Regions from separate parts of the Mus musculus genome. Here region 2 is linked to region 1. The links are chromatin contacts, called in public Hi-C maps. All regions are on one chromosome and are shown on one strand. The core of a region is the stretch at or near the end of the contact, and the rest is flanking DNA. Distances in the headings are between cores, read along the strand shown.

The links. A called contact is a pair of places that touch in the nucleus more often than the background predicts.
Region 2: a Hi-C map of muscle stem cells shows a contact between it and region 1, with 1.7 times the contacts expected there. A contact is called at or near these places in 1 of 39 promoter capture datasets (the 3T3-L1 cell line), 1 of 484 Hi-C or Micro-C datasets (muscle stem cells), 1 of 130 datasets of targeted methods (embryonic stem cells) and 2 of 9 other capture datasets (adipose tissue and pancreatic islet).

The regions. Positions count from the first base shown.
Region 1 is chr19:3,705,691-3,710,533 of GRCm38.p6, forward strand. 1810055G02Rik (RIKEN cDNA 1810055G02 gene) reads left to right here and starts at 2,603. Exons shown (of 4, transcript NM_028077.3): 1 at 2,603-2,746. Gm36608 (predicted gene, 36608) reads right to left here and starts at 2,478. Exons shown (of 3, transcript NR_167751.1): 1 at 2,371-2,478; 2 at 956-1,095.
Region 2 is chr19:3,516,864-3,522,287 of GRCm38.p6, forward strand. It overlaps Ppp6r3 (protein phosphatase 6, regulatory subunit 3), which reads right to left. Exons shown (of 24, transcript NM_028999.1): 4 at 4,871-5,057; 5 at 1,382-1,519. Among named protein-coding and RNA genes, the nearest start is that of Gm23940, 29 kb to the left of the region's middle.

The DNA.
Region 1 (4,843 bases), core at 1,353-3,852:
TTTGAGGATGGCGTAGTCTTTATAGTGAGTTCTAGGCCATCTAAAGTTTTATAGCAAGACCTTGTCATGAAAAAAAGGAAAAAATTTACACTTCTACCTTTTTTTTTTTTTTTTTTTTTTTTTTTTGCTTTTTTTGAGACAGGGTTTCTCTGTATAGCCCCTGGAACTCACTCTGTAGACCAGACTGGCCTCGAACTCAGAGATCTGCTTGCCCCTGCCTCCCAGCTGCTGGGATTAAAGGCGTGTGCCACCACTGCCTGGCTGGCTCTACTTCTACCATTTTTACCTCATTACTTGCCTGGGAAATTCAGAGTAATGTTCATGAAGACCTGTGAACAAGCACATTGCTTCCAATTTTTCAAAACACTTTGGGTCTGTCTGTTTCTCTTTTTAAAAAAGATTTATTTGGGGGTGGTGATATGGCTCAGTGGGTAAGAGCACCCGACTGTTCTTCCGAAGGTCCAGAGTTCAAATCCCAGCAACCATATGGTGGCTCACAGTCATCTGTAACAAGATCTGATGCCCTCTTCTGGAGTGTCTGAAGACAGCTACAGTGTACTTACATATAATAAATAAATAAATCTTTAAAACAAAAAACCAAAATGAAATTAATGGGAATTTGTTTTATAAAAAAAAAAAAGATTTATTTATTTATTTTATGTATATGAGTACTCTATCTGAATATACCCCTTCATGCCAGAAGAGGGCATCAGAACTCATTATAGATGGTTGAGAGCCCCTGTGGTAGAGCAGCTGGTGCTCTTAACTGCTGAACCATTTCTCCAGTTCTCCCCCAACCCCCACATGCCGGTTTATTTTGTTTTTTAAGGTGTCACTATGTAGCCTTGGCCTGGAACTCACAGAGATCCTCCTGCCTCTGCCTCCTGAGTGCTGGGATCAGTGGCATGCACCACCACACCCTACTATCTGTTTTTCTTAGGAGAGAAATGAGTACCTTGGCATTTGAGGAAGTTGTGAGTTGAACACCAGAGACTCTTGACATCTGAGGAAAGGGTGAACAGCACTACACGCCATTTCCATGGTTCAGGAGTGTTTTCACTGAGCACTGATATTGTATTTCTTCTTCTGGAACACCTTGGGGGATTAAAATAAACACAAAGCAAAAGGAGCTTGTCTGCCAGTGCCTTCCTCCAGCTGCTTTCAGCAAGCCATTGATGGGCAAATTCCACACAGCGGAAAGCAGGTTGTGCTGATGACAGCACAGCAAGGCTTATATATAGTCTTAATAGAGCTCAGAGCAGGGTCCATTGGTTTCTGATCCCAGGACTCAAGACAGGTTATAAAACTAGAAATAGGCCAGCCATGGTGGCACATACTTTTAATCCCAGCAGGCAAACAGATTTCTGTGAGTTCAAGGCTAGGATGATCTACATAGCAAGCCCCAAACCAGCCAGGGCTGGACTGTGAAACCCCAAACCAGCCAGGGCTGGACTGTGAAACCCCAAACCAGCCAGGGCTGGACTGTGAAACCTTGTCTCAAAACAAAACTGGCAACGATGATCGCTTTGGATGGGCATGGTAGGAGACCTAAAAAGGGTTTTACACAAATTGGCATTCAGTAGCAGAATTCACCTACTGACTTGCAAAACCTACTTTACGTTAAATTCTTTCTTTAAAAATTATGTATGCTGGATGCAGTGGCCCATGACTTTAATCCTAGCACAGGAAGTCATGAGGCAAGTGATCTCTGTGAGTTCAAGGACAATTGGATCTATGCAGAGTTCCAGTACAGAAGGGATACAAAGAGAGACCCTGACTCAAAAATAAAATACAAACATTATGTATGGGAATTTTGCCTACTCCAATACATATTATGTATGTACGTGCACTGGAGGCCTTAAGGCATGGAATCTCCTGGAACTGCTCTTTCAGATGGTCGTGAGCCACCGTGTGGATGCTGGGAATCAAGCGGGGTCATCTGCAAGAGCATCAGTGCTCTTAACTGCTGAGCCATCTCTCCAACCCTAATCTTTTAAAATTAAAAGCAAGTCTCACAGGCTTTCCATTTCGTCCCACGTGTCATGCCACGTGTAAAATTCCAAAGCCCTTTGTGAGACTGTTTCTGGACTTGAAAACAAAAGCGAGATCTTCTTGCAGGATTAAATCAGTGTATTGCCTTTCAGGTGAAATGCTTAGCCAGAAGCTGGCAGGTGCAGTGTGTGCAAAGCAAACCTCAGTAGCCAAGCCATGCCTGCGAGCAAGGACAAGGCTGGACCGCCTTAAGGAGTTGAATAGCCGATGGGAAGAAAGATCAGGAACCGGGTCAGAAGAGCCTCATAAAGTACCTCATGAGGCCTTCTAGAGCTGCCCTGTCCAGACCAGCCATCGTCCGAGTACATCTGCGCTCACCTGATCTGACCCCTCTTCTCCCCGGCTTCTGGGAAAAGCCCTAGACACAGACATAGCCTACAAGTCCCTGGATCGCTCACTTCCGTTAGATCGGCTCCAAATAGCTCTGCGTGGCCAAGGCGGGACCAAGTTGGAAGGCAGCTCCTGAAGCAGGCGTGGCCTAAACAAACCACGCCCACCGCACGCGGCCGCGCGTGCCAGCGACAGCCTATTGGTCCCGCTTTCGTGACGTCTTTCCGGGGCAGTCCGGGTGGGGTCCAGCGCGCACCAGTGAGCTGAGCTAACTGGGTTTCGCTGCGGTCCACGTCCCCGCGCGGGGCTGAATCGCTGAAGTGGCTGCGCTGCGGTGTGAGGGCCACGGGCCTGCCGCGTCCGGGTAAGTGACCCGCACTGCTGTCCAGGGAGCTGTCGTGAAGGCCCCATGAGCCGCTTGGGGATGGACAGCGAGGTGCGGGGCGGAGGAGGGATGAATGGGGACCCGGTGCGCTAGGCGGTGAGGAATGGAGATTCAAGGCGGAGGAGGGAGGAATGGGCCGAGCCCTTAGAGAAGCATGGATGCGCAGGAGGAGGAGGAGGAGGTGGGCTGACGGCGATCGCCAGTCGATGCTGGGCAGTTTGCGAGCACTCTACGGACATTCGAGAGTAGGCGAGTCTTGGATCAGGCTGTACCCTAGAAGGTGTTGGTCTCGGAAATAGTTGAGGCCTGCACCCCAAACTCTTCTACCTACCAATGAGGAAAATCCATCACATTTTTCCTTCCTCCTCATTTGTCTACTTGCCTGCCTCCCCTTGTGGCCGCTAGCTTGTGCGCTTAACGGTCTGGCTGGAGCTTAGAAGTCCAACTCTTAAAAACTTGTATTACTTACACCCCGACCCCTAGGAACCAGCTCTAAAATTTCAATAAGTCAACCAGCAAACTGTTTAAAATACAGGTTTTCCGTTTATAAATTAGACTCGCCTGTTGGACAGCAGAATATCAGAAATACTGGCTTAGCAAGCGTTTAGAACACAGACCTTTGGCATTTTGGTAGTGAGACCTGAACTTTCAGATACCTGGAGATAAGCGGTGCAGTTAAGATAATATTTAATGTTCTGGGATCGTGGGCTAATGTCTGCCACGTGGATACATCCTTTAGATCACAGGGCAATGTCTGTGTACATAATACGTCCAAGCAGGTGATGTGTCAGGATTAGGTAGGTGACTGTGGTTTGTCCTGTACTAGCTTTCCCAATTTCTGTTCTGTAATTGTGTAACTTCCCTAGCGTGGAGTAGAGACGGGGGCCCTGCTGATAGGGATTATTAATGGTCTTTGCTGAGTCTGGACTTCTTGAATTGAAATCTGTGTATGTCAGAGAAAAAGCTCACCAATTTGAGGTCTAGTGATGTGTATATAGCAATCCACACATCATAAAGGCATTAAAGGCAAGGCAAGATTGGGAGTGCAATCTGTCAAACAAACATTAGAGGAATTGGGCAGCATCTCAAGGGTTAGTTGTCACTTGGGGACTCACACAAGTCACCTGGCTGAACTTTAGTAGGAACAGCTCAGGAAATGCAGACTTAAAGTCTTATGTGTATAGACATTGCCCTGTGGTGGAAAGGGTGTGCCCGTGTGACACGATGGAATTGAGAACATGATACTGGCCTTCTTGTATGAGCTGGCAGAAGGTGTCCTGATGCTGATTCCCTGCAGATCCTGTGGGGACCAATTCCCAAAAAGAGACTCAACCCCAGTCTGTTTGTTCTAGTTTCTGAGTTAATACTTGGTTTTTTTGTTAGTGTTTTCTTTCCTCTATTTAATGTGTATGGGTGTTTTGTTTTGTTCTAAAGATTTATTTATTTATTATATGTAAGTTCACCGTAGCTGCCTTCAGACACTCCAGAAGAGGGTGTCAGATCTCATTACAGATGGTTGTGAGCCACCATGTGGTTGCTGGGATTTGAACTCAGGACCTTTGGAAGAGCAGTCAGTGCTCTTAACCACTGAGCCATCTCTCCAGCCCCTGGGTGTTTTTATGTACATATATGTCTGTGCACCACATGTGTGCAGTGCCCTTCCCATTCAGAAGAGGTTGTCGGGTCCTCGGGGAGTGGAGTTAACAGACTGTTATTAGACAGTGCAAGCCTGTAACCTCAGCATTGGGAACTCTGAACAGTCAGTCTAGTCAACGTGGCAAGCTCCAGTGGGTTCGTCAAGAGATCCTATCTCAAAATATGTAATATATAATATAAATATAATGTATGATAGGTGGCTCGAGAGATGGCTCAGGAGTTAAAGGCACTTTTACAAGATATTTTTATATGTATGGGTATTTTGTGGCCATGTATTGTACAACATGAGCATGAAATGCCTACAGAGGCCAGAAGGCGGTGCTGGATCCCCTGGAGTTGTAGGTAGTCCTGTGGTGTAGGTGCTGGGGATCTAAGCCTGGCCTGTGGAAGAGCATCCACTTAACTGCAGAGCCTTCTTTC
Region 2 (5,424 bases), core at 1,843-4,342, 190 kb before region 1:
TGAAAACTCTTTTTCAATGAGATACGGGTTTTCCTTCTTTTGAGACAAGATGTCATTATGTTGCCCAAGCTATCTCGAACTTAAAATCCTCCTGCCTCAACCTACAGAGTGCTGGCAATATAAGCATGTGCAACCACAAGTGACTGGGGATCAATTAAGATATGGTTCTGGGGGGCTGGCGAGATGGCTCAGTGGGTAAGAGCACCCGACTGCTCTTCCGAAGGTCCAGAGTTCAAATCCCAGCAACCACATGGTGGCTCACAACCATCCCCAACAAGATCTGACTCCCTCTTCTAGAGTGTCTGAAGACAGCTACAGTGTACTTACATATAATCAATAAATAAATCTTTAAAAAAAAAAAAAAAAAAAAAAAAAGATATGGTTCTGGAAGGCAAGGCTAAGGACTCAGCGAAAGTCTTATACTCAGATTATCCAAACCTCCCTCAAGTCCAGTTTCACTTAAGACATCTATCTACTCATAAACTGCACATAGCCTAAAATTGTCTGAACTTATAAGCAGTCCCCTTTCATGCAACCCCACTCTTCCTGTTTGACCTCCCATAGGAGGCACACACATTGAAAGCCTTGTCCTGCTTATACCTAGACCCAGCTTTAGGATAAATCCTCAACTCACTCACCATCAACGTAACAAACCAACCAGCAAATAACACAGAATCTGATAGCTCTAGAGACCTATACATCCTGAGCCTTCGTCCTATAAAGTCTGAATCTGGGGCTGGAGAGATGGCTCAGCGGGTTAGAGCACTGACTACTTTCCCAAAGATCCTGAGTTCAAATCCCAGCAACCACATGGTGGCTCATAATCACTTGTAATGAAATCTGACGCCCTCTTCTGGTGCGTCTGAAGTCAGCTACAGTGTACTTATGTATAATAATAAATAAATCTTTGGACCTGAACAAACAGGGACTGAGTGAGCAGAGTTGACTGGAGCGAGTGGGGTGGACTGGAGCAAGCAGAGGTCTTAAAAATTCAATTCCCAACAACCACATGAAGGCTCACAACCATCTCTACAGATACAGTGCACTCAGATTAAATAAATAAATAAATAAATAAATCTTTAAGAATAAAAATAAAGTCTGAATCTCAGATGGTGTGGTTGCACATGCTTTTAATTCCAGCACTTGGGAGGCATAGAGACTTATCTCTGAGTTTGCGACCAGCCAGGTCTATACAGTGAGTTTCAAGACAATCAGGGTCATGAGGAGAGCACAGTCTCAAAGAAATAAAATAAAATTAAAATCTGAATCTTTGTGTTGGGACAACCATCTCCTTGCCCTCTCATTCTGTAGAATTCCCCCAGCACACAGGAGCCCAGTGGCCAACATAACAGCACCCCCAGCAGTTTAAATCTCTACTCACATTCAGAACATCTTGCCTGGGTTGTGGAGGCTCAATACATGTCAAGAGCCTGAGCAATAAATCCATGATAGCAGAAGTTCCTATGTGCTTTATAATGAGATCCACAAAATCACGCTTCTTTTTCAAGAAATCCACAATCTAGAGGAAAACAAATCAAACTGAAAGATACATAACTTCAGATATACAATCTAGAATAACCAACATTTCTCAAATCCTGCTAGATAGCTTAAGAGCAAGCAAGCAAGCAGGTACCGAATCGGCAAGCACATGGGGAATCTGGCTAACAGCTGCAATATTCAAAACCCTTAAAGTTGACATGCATCCCCATTACAAATGAAGCTGACTGAACCTTTGCCTTCTGTTTATTTTCATTGTTCATTCCCTAGCAACAGCTATCTACAAACCTACAAACAGCTAAAGAACATACAATTTGGGGCGGGAGATGGTTTAGCAATTAAGAGCACCGGCTGCTCTTCTAGAAGACCCAGATTCAATTCCCAGCATCCACATGTTGGCTCACAACCAGCTGTGACTCCAGTTTTGGGGTGAGTCAACACCCTTTTCTGGCCTTGGTGGGCACCAGACATATACATGGTGCACATACATGTAGGCAAAACACCCATATACATAAAATGAAACAAATATTTAAAAAATACATATACTACTTTATGAAACAATCCTATAAGACTTAAAATTAAAATGCAGAATATTTTAAAACGAAGGGAGATTCAAAGCAAAGCTGTTTCTAAGTAGCTAACCTGCCTGGTCACAAGGTGATTTAGGCTGCACTGCTGCATGTATGACTAACAGGAGGTTGGGAAGAGGGGGCTGTGCTGAGTGGGAAAGAACTTGGAATGCAAATGATGCTCTGTCCTGCACCACTTCCTATGTCTTCTTATTTGTGTCAGTGAGCCAACAGCATCTATTAAAACTCCACCACACGTCCTAGGAGAGCTTAGCAAAGTGGTAGAGTTTTTTGTTTCTTTTTTAAAGATTTACTTGTTTATTTATGTATATGAGTACACTGTAGCTGTCTTCAGACACACCAGAAGAGGGCACTGGATCCCATTTACAGATGATTGTGAGCCACCATGTGGTTTCTGAGAATTGAACTCAGTACCTCTGGAAAAACAGTCAGTGCTCTTAACCACTTAGCCATCTCTCTAGCCCGATAGGGTTTTTGTTTCTGCTACAAATTTTCACTAAGCCCTGGAAGGTGAAGATTCATTGTTCTAGATGAGAAATCCTAGGCTCAGACATGTTAGTATCTGCTACAAGTGAAAGGAAACTGTCCTGGGATTTAAACTAAGATCTGCATGCCATGAGAGTCACAGGACTGCTACTGAGCTGCACAAAGAATGTTAACAGCCAGAAAGAACAGCTAGAACTACAACTGCCAAGTAACTTCAAAATGAGTCACTATACTGTTTGTGTAGACGATGTCAAATGGACACACCTCTTCAAGGAGTGGCAGCCATGCCAGTCACAGCTGAGTTCTACAGTAGTCTTTGAAAGGCAGCAAGAGAGAAGGAAAAAGTCACACATGACCAACTACACATGACCAAACTACACCCTCATTTCATGGCAGAAACATTGGTCCTAGAGCCTACACGCACAAAGCTTAGCTGGTGCTATGAACAATACAGCATGGACCACAAGCCGATTTCATTGTCGAAGACTAAACCATTCAACACTGCCAACAGTTGGACACCCTGTTCTAAAGGCTGATTACACCATGTGAATGTGGACTTTTGTCAGCACTGGCAGTGCCTAAGTCCTAACCAACACTACCAAGCAACAGGAAACAAGCTTTTATTAAAAGACAAAAGCAGCTACATAAGCAACACTGCTGTACTCTCATTATCATCCAAGGACTTGAGGCTAGAGAGACAAGGAGCAACCAGGTGACAGACAGGACTCTTCTTCATTCAGGGTTCAACTGACACACATCATCATTGTCAGACAGATAATACAACTGACTGAGCTCTGGTATCAATAACACAGAGATTCAGAAATTCTTCCACGTATTTTCATGATTTGTCTTATATACACCAGAAATCATAGCTCCTCAGCCTGGGTCTAACAGCAGATATAAGATAAAAACATAAGCCGGGCGTGGTGGTGCACACCTTTAATCCCAGCACTCGGGAGGCAGAGGCAGATGGATTTCTGAGTTCCAGGACAGCCAGGGCTACACAGAGAAACCCTGTCTCGAAAAACCAAAAAATAAATACAAAATAAAAAAAGATAAAAACATAATGAAGCATGCCTTACTGATGGAGGCACCCATCTCTGAACTAACTGTGCCAGGGTATATGATGGCTTGCAATTGCCAATGATATTTTGATTGCTATGTGGAGGGCAGAATGGGAGACATTTACACTACTGAGACCATAACTTAGGGATTGTGATTCAAGGCAAAGGATCTTCCTACCAACACACTTGGGAAAGTTGCCCTTGTATTCAAATAAAAACCTTACCTGAACACAAAGAACACCATCTTTCTAAAATAAAACATGGTCCCTGACTTAACAGAGAACAGAACATAATGGGCCCAAAATAGTTTCAGTTCTATCATGTGTGCCGACCACAGAGCAAGACCAAGTAACTGGAGACTACTGCCCACCATGAAGAGTAAACAGCAGGTCTGAATGGCTTGACCATGCTCATCTCTGCTTGCTGCAACTGATCTGTCAGCTTGCACTCAGCATCCGCTGCTCTAGCTGTTTCTTGGAAGTGAGCTCTTGCACCTTCACAACAATATCCACTAGAGAAATGGTTCTCCAATTCCAGCAGGCAATAGCATGAACTGAAATGAAAGATGCGCTAGAAACCCCCACTGTCAAGACTCCTGCACAGCAATCTTTTAAAAAAATCTCAGTAGATGCTGTTGACACTGATCCAAAGGTCACACTTGGTGAACCATTCCTTGGGAACGGCATTTCCACGTAAGTCTGAATTAGAAAGGAAAAGGTGTCAAGGGGTGGTATCTATAAGAATACTGAGATGTATTATCCAGTGCGATAGACTAGGACTGCTGAGACACAAGGGCATCCAGGTATCTAAGCTAAAATACATTACCAAAGTGTAAAAAGCACTAGTCAGGAGGAATTCATCTTCAGGAATACCTGATTCTAGCTTCTCTTGAGATCATCATTAGGGAACTAAACAAAGCCAACTGTTAAATCCAAAGGGTCATTAGATATGTACTCAGATTCAACCTGCTACTCTCACAAAAATGCTTGTGATTATGTGTCCAGAGAAGAAATCAAAGTCTGCTAACAAACACAGCTGAAGCTCTTCAAAGAGTATGTCAAAGGGGAAATACTCCTTAATGAGTAAACCAGGGTTTCTCAGACTCCTAAAGACCTAAAACACACTCTTTTGTAGAAAATGGCCATCAGGCAGACTCAGAGCACTGTAGCAAAGTTCCTGGCATCATCTTGGGGATGCACAGCCCAGATACTTACCTTTGAAAACAGTATTTACCTGTTCTGGTTTTCTGCTGATAAGAATACTTAGCACCTTGCTGAAGAAACTGGCGAGTAGTGGGTTCAAGGGGGACTCATTTAGGAGGAAGCTATACAATTTCATTAGCAAGGACTCATCTTCCCCCAGTCTATCATTCATCTGGGAGACATCAGATGTGAGCAACTCACAAGATATATTTGGATACCTAGAAGAACAGGACATTACATTATCATCTAATGGAAACAGTTTATCACATTAAGTACAGCACACATGAGGAAAGTCTCCTAAAAGTCTATCAAATCATCAAAACCATCTATACGGAATTAAGACCACCTCAATCCATTCCATCCACCTCTAAGTTAAAAGACATTTTCTACTTTGTCCAAAAAATTGCCTTTAAATCAAATGAGATGATTCAGAGGTTAAGAGCACTGGCTGCTCTTCCAGAAGTCCTGAGTTCAAGTCCTAGCAACCACATGGCTTACAACCATCTGTAATGGGATCTGATTCCTGGGTATGTGTGAATGAAGACAGAGCACTCATATACATAGATAAACCTTTAAAAAAAAAAA